Regions from separate parts of the Arachis hypogaea genome. Here regions 2 and 3 are each linked to region 1. The links are chromatin contacts, called in public Hi-C maps. All regions are on one chromosome and are shown on one strand. The core of a region is the stretch at or near the end of the contact, and the rest is flanking DNA. Distances in the headings are between cores, read along the strand shown.

Evidence for each region. Hi-C and Micro-C count contacts between places; a contact is called where the count stands out from the background.
Region 2: a contact with region 1 is called in a Hi-C map of an unstated tissue, with 3 times the contacts expected there. The contact joins the promoter of LOC112741829 here to the promoter of LOC112741832 in region 1. A contact is called at or near these places in 3 of 8 Hi-C or Micro-C datasets (leaf and an unstated tissue).
Region 3: a Hi-C map of leaf shows a contact between it and region 1, with 5 times the contacts expected there. The contact joins the enhancer-like site here to the promoter of LOC112741832 in region 1. A contact is called at or near these places in 4 of 8 Hi-C or Micro-C datasets (leaf and an unstated tissue).

What each region holds. Positions count from the first base shown.
Region 1 is chr14:23,068,774-23,071,913 of arahy.Tifrunner.gnm2.J5K5, forward strand. LOC112741832 (glycerol-3-phosphate acyltransferase 9) reads right to left here and starts at 1,419. Exons shown (of 13, transcript XM_025790961.3): 1 at 958-1,419.
Region 2 is chr14:22,843,007-22,846,146 of arahy.Tifrunner.gnm2.J5K5, forward strand. LOC112741829 (potassium transporter 11-like) reads left to right here and starts at 1,466. Exons shown (of 10, transcript XR_011870817.1): 1 at 1,466-1,730; 2 at 2,327-2,552. LOC112741828 (potassium transporter 11) reads left to right here. Exons shown (of 9, transcript XM_025790953.3): 9 at 118-1,330. The coding sequence ends at 1,166.
Region 3 is chr14:22,908,179-22,911,318 of arahy.Tifrunner.gnm2.J5K5, forward strand. No RefSeq gene overlaps it. Among protein-coding and RNA genes, the nearest start is that of LOC140178537, 12 kb to the left of the region's middle. Within about 2 kb of position 1,658, at least 2 of the 3 cell types and tissues checked have open chromatin away from gene starts, as enhancers often do.

The DNA.
Region 1 (3,140 bases), core at 169-2,668:
TCAAATAACAAAAACAACCAACCAAACATAAAATGTCAACATCCAAATTTGTCATCAATCATATTTATTCATATTCAGAATTTTATCACATTCATTCATATTCACAATCCCTTACCTTATTCTGCAGCACAAAAATTGAATTCAATGAAACCATTCATCCACTTGAAATGAAAATGGCAAATAAAACACCTGCTCTAAGAGGGACTTTTATCAATGTATTATAAAGAAGTAATGAATTGATATTGAACTTGGTTCAATTTGGAGTTTCTCTCCCTAACTCAAAGAGGGGTCTAACATTGGTGCTCTGGTTGAGAGGTTTCTTCCATTTTTTCATGGAAAAACAAATAACTCAACAATCTGAAGATAATTTCCAATATTCCATGGAAAAGATGGTTATGGATGGAGAATAGGCGCTCAATCCATTTGCCAATTTGGAAACATTCGAAATTGCTGGAATGAAGTTGCAGAATGCAAAATTGAGTGGGAAGAGATTAAAGCTAGACTAAGGCAACAACAGCAACCACCACAAATCGATCAAGAAGCAACCAAATCTCAGCTATCAACAGAACAAGAAATCGCAGCAGCATCAACAGAAATTCAAGAAGAAAGAAAGGCCTAAATCGATGCAAATTCAGATTCAACAAGCAATTTAGCAACAAATCCAACAACAGATCACAAATTCAATTTCACAAAATCAGTTCACAAATCAACAAGTCCAGAATATGGAATTGATAAAGAAGAAGAATCAGATTTCAATTTTGAATTTCAACCACAACAACAAGAAGAATCAACAGAAATTGCAGATCAAGCAGGAATTCAAAATTCAAATCCAGAAATTCAATAAAAAATAATTCTAAATCCAGAAAATCAAGTACGCTTAGAGACAATTGCAAAGAAAGTAGCAGATCGCAACAATAGTGGGAAAATCAGAACAACTTTCAAAGATTCAAGTAGAACCGCTTTTATCATGGGGTCTTCAGCAGCGGCTTTCGGCGGGGGTGACTTCTCCTCTCTCGCAGCTTCGGTCTCTCTCGCTTCCTTCCTCACGTGACAGCGACGACGATGGCTTTGCGCAGCTCCAACAAACCCTATCAGCGGCGGTGATGGATTGGCAGCGATGGAGGCACGGCAGCGACGCAGCAGAGGCTCCCTCCTCCCCTGCGGTGGCTGCGATTTTCGAAGGCTGACTTCGCGACGGTTCGTGGCTGCGCGAACAGAGCTAGCTGACGTTAGCACAACGGAAGTGGCGACGGCGGCGATGGCTGGACGGAAGTTGCGCCGGAAGCTCGAGGTGAGTGAGACTGGAGACGTGAGAGGTGAGAGTGGAGGCTCGAGAGGAGAGGGGTGAGTGCGTGAGTGGGTGAGTGCGTCTGCCGTCTGTGCTTCTGTGGGTGACTAGGGTTCCCCTTTGGCCCTTTCAGCATGCAAAACGCAGCATTTGGCCCAAATTTGAAAAACCGGCCGGGTCACGGTTCGGTTCGACCGGCCGGGTCACGGTTCGGTTCGATCGGTCGGGTCACGGTTCGGTTCGACCGATCAGTTTTTGACCGGTTCGACGGTTTAATTTCGATTTTTAAAATTGGCGGTTTTACTTTTTGTCCGAACTGTATTTGTCATTGATTCCTGGTTTGACCGGCTAGTTCGAACCGATTTTCAGAACATTGGTAATTTTAATTTGGTTTTGCCTCTTTTTTCTCTTTCTTTTCTGTTTAGTCACACAAAAAAAATAACATTCATTTTACTATAATTCATTTTGATATAAAATTACCAAATATAAGTTACGATTAATACCAACTCACTTCTAATCAAATCAAGTTTGTAAAATTAATTTAATACAAATTTTTATTTACAAATTTTAATCCAAATACACACTAAACTATTTTATATGTTAACCCTAAATTTGTGTTAAACTTTGAACAAATATTACATTAAAGAGTAAAACACTAAAACTAAGTTAAATTCTAAAAAAAAGATTTTATAACTGGTATGATGTACTTTCAACATAAAATCAAAAAATAAAATAAAATAAAATAAAAAGATAGTATTATATATGATATTATTTTTTAAATTTAAAAAAAATATTTTTTAAAATAAAGAAATTTATAAAATAATGAAATAAATAATTAATTGATATTAAATTTATAATTTATTATGTGTGAGTCTCAAAAGGCCAAAATTTTTATTTAAGAGTAATTAAACTCTCACTTTTTTTATTTTATCGAATTTTTTACTTCAAAAGAATTTGATCTTTTAATTTATTTTTGTATATTTTATGATAAAATATTTATTGTGAAAAATCATATAAACATAAAATAAATTTTAATTTAAAAATAATCATTATAAATATAATAGTAGTTTTTACTAAAATTAAGAAAGATTTATTATAATTCATAATTATTAATTTTTTTATGAACACTAAACTTCTACCTCTTGTATGTTCTAACATAAAAGTTAATATTATTCCAAGAAAAAATTTCACATGCAGTTGTTTTTATGTAAAGTTAATAGTTAATAACGATAATTTAGTCAAATCTATCAAACCAAAGTTAGAAAAATCGAACCGAATTTATCGATTCAACCAGAAAATTGGTGAATCAGATCCTAAACCGATTTGGTTTACTCCTTAAACCGTTTAAGAAAGAAAACCGGTATGAACCGAATCAAACCGATCAAAACCGACGAGAACCGGTCTAACCGAACCGATTTGTTTGAAAAAATTTTTAAAATGTCTCCACCAAATTTTGAACCAAGAACCTTTTGTTGCAAAAGTAACTTCCACTCAGCCATTGCGCTTTTTAACATTATATGTGACAAATATTAATTATATAATATACATAAATATCTAATTTAATTTAATTTTTTCTCTATTTTTTAAATTAATTATATTTTAATTATATACCATTATTAATATAAATATAAATTTTACTAAAAATTTATTAATCTGCTTGATCTATTTCAATGCTAGCATTGTGATTAAGGTTATTTATTTTGATATTAGTGTTAAAATCTACTAATATTATAGTTAGATGATAGACTTTGTGAATTAATTTTTTTTTATTGTGTCAAATTAAGATACTATTGTAGTATTAATGATAAATTTTATAGTTTTTTTTATATTAGTTATTTTTAGAAGTTGAGAC
Region 2 (3,140 bases), core at 216-2,715, 230 kb before region 1:
TCATGACTTGTCAATAAGACCAAGTTGGGGGTTTACTCTTATTATGCGTATTAATTATTAAATCATTTATTGCTACGTCTTGATCTAAAATCTCATATATATGCAATGTCACTACAGGTACTGCTGTTGTGTTGGTCATGCTGGTTACAACACTGCTCATGATTTTAATCATGCTGTTAGTCTGGCACTGCCATTGGATTCTTGTCGTCATTTTCACACTCACATCGTTGGTTGTGGAATGCACATACTTCTCAGCTGTACTATTCAAAGTTGATCAAGGTGGTTGGGCACCGCTTGTAATTGCTGGAGTATTTTTCATTATAATGTATGTTTGGCATTATGGTACCCTGAAGCGCTACGAGTTTGAAATGCATAGTAAGGTCTCAATGGCATGGGTTCTTGGCCTCGGACCGAGTTTGGGACTTGTCCGTGTCCCTGGAGTTGGATTAGTATACACAGAGCTTGCAAGTGGAGTACCACACATCTTTTCCCACTTCATCACCAACTTACCAGCCATCCATTCTGTGGTGGTTTTCGTGTGTGTCAAGTATCTTCCTGTCTACACCGTTCCAGAAGAAGAACGATTCCTTGTAAAGAGGATTGGCCCCAAGAACTTCCACATGTTCCGGTGTGTGGCACGGTATGGCTATAAAGATCTGCACAAGAAAGATGATGATTTTGAGAAGAAACTATTCCATAATCTTTTTGTGTTTGTTAAGCTCGAGTCGATGATGGAAGGATTCTCTGATTCTGATGAGTACAGTTTGTACGGCCAGCAAACAGTGGAGTCTAGAGATGCTGTGTTGAACAACAACAATAATGACAACACAGCTTCCTCAAATGTTGACTTGTCAATTTCGACAGTAGATTCAATAGTACCAGTTAGATCTCCATCACCTGTGAATATCACTGTACAGTCATCCGATCGTGTAAGCAGCCACACTGAGGTTGATGAACTCGAATTCTTGAACAACTGCCGGGATGCCGGGGTGGTCCACATACTAGGAAACACAGTTGTGAGAGCAAGGAGGGATTCAAGATTCTACAAGAAAATAGCTGTTGATTATATATATGCATTCCTTAGGAAGATATGCAGGGAGCATAGTGTGATTTTCAATATTCCTCATGAGAGTCTCCTAAATGTTGGTCAGATTTTCTATGTATAGTGCCTCTTCCATTCCTCTTAAGATGTATCATTTGTGATATTTCCTTTTTGTGCACAGTTGAGAATATTATAGGATATGAACGCATTATGCATTTAATAGTTAAGTTTTGTATGTATTATTTTCTTTGAAATATGAATAATAAATCATCATTTTTTTTGTAATTATATATTGACTTTTATCATTTTACTATTTTTAGGATTTGCAATTATCTATCATTTTTTTTTCTTTTTACTGGAGCATTTGCAGTTACCTATTAACTTGAAATGCTTGTTGGTTAGTTTAGAATGTAGAGTGCACTCGTTTATGATTAAAACTGAATCTGATGCACCTTTTTCAATCTGTAAATGGTGTTAAGCTTTTGTCGATTGATTAAAATTTTCTCCTCACTCGTCTGGAAAAGAAAAAGGAGTTTATCTATCCACTTCAGATTCATTTATGCTGACAACAAACGAAGCATATGGGAGTAACCTAAAGAAAAAGGGTAGCATGTGGGCTTTAGATCAGAACCTCGATGAGCCTATTGATGACGATGCTGTGAGGATCAGAAATATATCCAAAGAAAAAGTAAGCTTTTTCTCTCTTTTTCATATTCCTCTTCGTTTCTCTTTCTCTTCCCCAGTTGGATTTTCGTTTTATTTGAAAAACTATGAAATGTCTAAAACCTATCTTGTCTTGCTTAATTAAATAAATCTTTTTTTTTCTTTCCTTTTTTTCTGGACCAATTCCTTAATAAATTGATGGAATTGAATGATAGCATTTCTGGTTTATCAATCAGCATTCAATACTATAGATATAGAAATTCAAAGATATGTTATTTCAATTAGGTACTACAGTAGATATATGCTTGTGCCATGCTTGCAAAAGGGTTCATGTTGAAAAATCTTAAAAGGAAAGAGGTTAAATTATTCAATATAATTATTTTGAATGTGAACCATTGGGGTATAGGAGCATACCTTTTATATAATAGTTTATTTCAAATATTCCAAAGAAATTCAAGCACAAACCTAAATTCTAAGTAGACTAAAATTCAGATTTCTACATATTGTTCTGGGTAAAATTTCAATCTGGAAATCTTGATTCCAGATCCAATTACAAGATATTGTACTGGCTATTAGTATTTTCTATTAAGTTCCTTGTTAATTCTGTTTCCATTTCTACAGAAATTTTCGGCTCTGTTAATTCTTCGGCTTGCATATCAGAGTCTTGGTGTGGTTTATGGAGATTTGGGAACTTCCCCTTTGTACGTTTTCTACAATACTTTTCCTCATGGTGCTAAAGATCAGGAGGATGTTATTGGAGCCCTTTCTTTGATTATATACTCACTTACACTGGTGCCGCTCATCAAATACGTTTTTATTGTATTGAGAGCAAATGACAATGGCCAAGGTATAGATTGCTGCAGTAGATTTTCGTTATTCAATTTATGTACAGTAATAGATTTTGTTATTCAAATGACAATGACCAAAACCAACTTGGGTTGGTTGAGTAGTCAGCTCACTCGTACGCTTAAACAAGTATTAGTGGTTTGAATCTCGTCTTGTGTATTAAGCAACTCATTGGCTAACGGTGGATCCTTAAATAGAGCTACGATATGTGACGGATTAGTCATCAGTCTGCTGGACTGGGAGATACTGTGGAAAACCAAAAAATAAAAGATGACAATGGCCAAGGTATGCACTGGTGTTCTTGATGTTAAAAAGTGGTTTGGTGTGGTTTTGGTTTGGGTTGTGAACACTAGTGTAGACCTTGGCCATTGTTAAAAATCTTACACGTAGATTCATGTGGTGGATCTGAAAGGTTGCTAGTTACTTTTGCTGATTTGGCTATAGATAATTGAGTATTTGTATCTGAAATTTCTTTATTCACAATGATAATATCTTGTTGATGTACCTATCTGAATTTCCATTTTGAAGCTAACATTTTAAGTAGAAGCTAAGTGGATTCCTTGATAAGTAAAATATATTGATATTCCCA
Region 3 (3,140 bases), core at 408-2,907, 160 kb before region 1:
TTTTTATATTTGCTTCAAATTAAATATAATTGAGAAATAAATAAATTTACAATTTTTTTTAATTTTTATCTTTATTGTTATACATAGTAACAACGTAATAATTTTAGTATTATACCTAAATTAATTTAAATTTAATTATTCTATATATTAAAAAAAATAAATAACTTATAATTTTTTTTATTTTTATCTAATTATTCTATGAAATTTTTTTGAATGTTTGGTATCTTACATTTTTTTAAAATGATAAAATATGACTTAACAAACAAGTATGAAAAATAAGTATCTATATAATAGTTATTCATCTAGATATCTAAATCAAACAAAAAAAAATAATTCTTTTAACAAAATTTTAAACAACGCAAAAGTTAACGCAATGGATATGTATGGATCAAAGTGATAAACACAAATGAGAGCTGCGATAAAGATATGGTGGTAATTGATTGCGGTTGGGGTTAATAGAAGAACAAAATAAAGAATGAGAATAAAACAAGGCAACAACGATGGCGAGACAATAATAGTTATACATGTAAAAAAAATAATAAGAAAAAATAATAGTGTATAATATGATGAGATGATATATCAAAATAAAAATTAATAATATTGAAATAAAAATAAAATCAAAGATAATTAAATATGTTCAATATAAGGTTAAAGAAATAATTTTTTATCTATTAGAATTATGTATAAAAAAAAGAGTGTTTTGAATATAAATTTTTGAATTTACTTTAAATTAAATAGAATTGAGAAAATAAATAATTTTAATATATAAAAACCTAATTTGTAAATAATATTAGTAAATCTTTATATTAATTTTGTTATACATAATAACAACATAATTTTTTTAATTTTTTAATTTAAATTTATTTATTTTATACTTTCTACATATATTAAATAACTTAACATATTTTACTTTTCTTTAATTTATTTTTTAATTATTGATATTAAATTTATAAATTTAAAAATAAAAATATAAAAATACTTTTTCAACTCAATAGATCTTCATGCTCAAAATAGCATGCCCATATGATAGCCTAAAATTAGTTTTTTGACCAATAATTCACCTTCTCAACCTAGTCCAATGACAACAAAAACCAACAAAAATAATTACCTTCATTAAATCATTAACAATCATTATATACTTTTAACAAACTTTTGCCGCCACTGTTATTCTTTAGGATGTGTCTGCTCTTTCAACAACAATGCCAACACATCTCATTGGATTCCTTCACCACCTCATTTCAGCAGGTGCTGAAAAATTCTTGTTTTAAAAAGTGTTTTATATTAAACATTTTCCTTCTCTTTGAATTTTGCAGATGTCAATAAACTTCATTTTAAGGATAATATTGTAGGTGTAAACATGGGATCGACTTGGCTAGTTAGACCGAACTAGTGAACCAGTTATAGGACAGGTCCAGTCAAAACATAGAATTGAATAAAGAAAAGAATTGGCGAAAATCGATTTGACCAGACCGATTTTATTAAAATTAGATATTCGATGGGTTTGAGAAATTCGAACCGATTCAAAAATAATTTTAACGGTTATCATTTTGATTTTTCAAGGAAAAAAAAGAGAAAAATAGAACCCTAATTCAGCGAAGGATCCCCTTCCCCAAACGGCAGAGGAGCTCAGTGCGGCGCCTTAACCTTCTCACTCTCACGGAGCTGCTTCCCTCTCTCAAAGAAAGAAAAGAGGTGACAAACCCAAGCCTCCATTGCCACCGCCGTTCTTCTCATCGCCACCGTCCCGCCGTTCTTCGCCAACTTTTTTAATTCGCGTCACCAGCTTCTTCGCCTGGTCCCGCATGCTTTGTCACCTATCGCCAGGTCCTGTTCGTCGCGTAGCCAACCTCTTTGCCTGGTCCAGCTTCGTCGTCTGTCGCGTCGCCTGGTCCAACTTCGTCGTCCCTCGCATGCTCGTCGCCGGCAGTCTTGCTTCCTCTCCCTCATATTCTACTAGTTCTCTGCGTTGTAATTATAAGGAGAAGGACGCAGTGTCGCTAGCTTCTCCGCGTCACATTCTTGCTCCTCTTTCGTACTCTGCTCGTTGGAAGACACTGAAGGTTACTTAATTTTTCTTGCTTACTCTTTTCGTTGTTAATCTGTTGTTCATAAAAAATGTGATTTGATTAATTTAGTTTTTATTGTGTACAAAATGATTTAGTTAAAAACAATTAGTTAATTGTATGTGTTTGTAAGCTCTGATCTCTTATAATGCTATGTATGTAATGTAATTGACTAATTGTTTGGTCATGAATTTATGATGAGACCTGAATTTATCAATTTGTTGAATTGGAGATTTGAATTTATTGAATGGAACTTTGCTAATTACTAATTTAGTTATGCTGATGACGGTAGATTTTGTGTTTATTTGCTAATTTTGAATTTGGAAAGAAAAATGTTTGGATATTGATATTTAGTTATTTAGTTTACTTTGTGGTTATGATATTATGATTCTTCTAATAAAAATATTTTCTGAAAGCCATTCCAAATTAACGAAACTTTTCAAAAATCTCTCACCTGAAAACCATTTATAATGGGGGTGCACCTTATTTTTAATTTCAATTTTGAGGGTCCGGAAATTACCATTGTTTATAATGGTTTGTTTTTTTTTTTTCGCAACAATAATGGTGTGGTCTTTATAAAGGTTCTGAAAACCAGTTCGAACTAGCCGGTCAAACCGAAAATCGTTGCTAAAGATGGTTTGGATAGAAGCCGAAACTCTTTTTTTTTTTTTCGCAACAATAATGGTGTGGTCTTTATCAAGGTTCTGAAAACCAGTTCGAACTAGCCGGTCAAACTGAAAATCGTTGCTAAAGATGGTTTGGATAGAAGCCGAAACCGGTGATGGATTGCCAAACCGAATCGTGACCCGGCTGATTTTTGAATTTTGCAAAAAAACGCAGCGTTTTGTCACTTTGTGTTTGGATTTTGGAACCCTAACTCCCTAACCAGTTACCATTACCTGGTACCCTTCTACTCTCTAGTCTCTGGTACACAACGGGCAGAAGGAGAACGCGAAGCAACTTCCAACGCAACTTCTAAAGCCACCGCCGCTGTCGCAACTTCGGGCCGTTCGAAGTCACCGGCGCAACCTTTGTCCAGCCAATACCGCCATTTTTCTCTTCGAAAATCGAGACCAC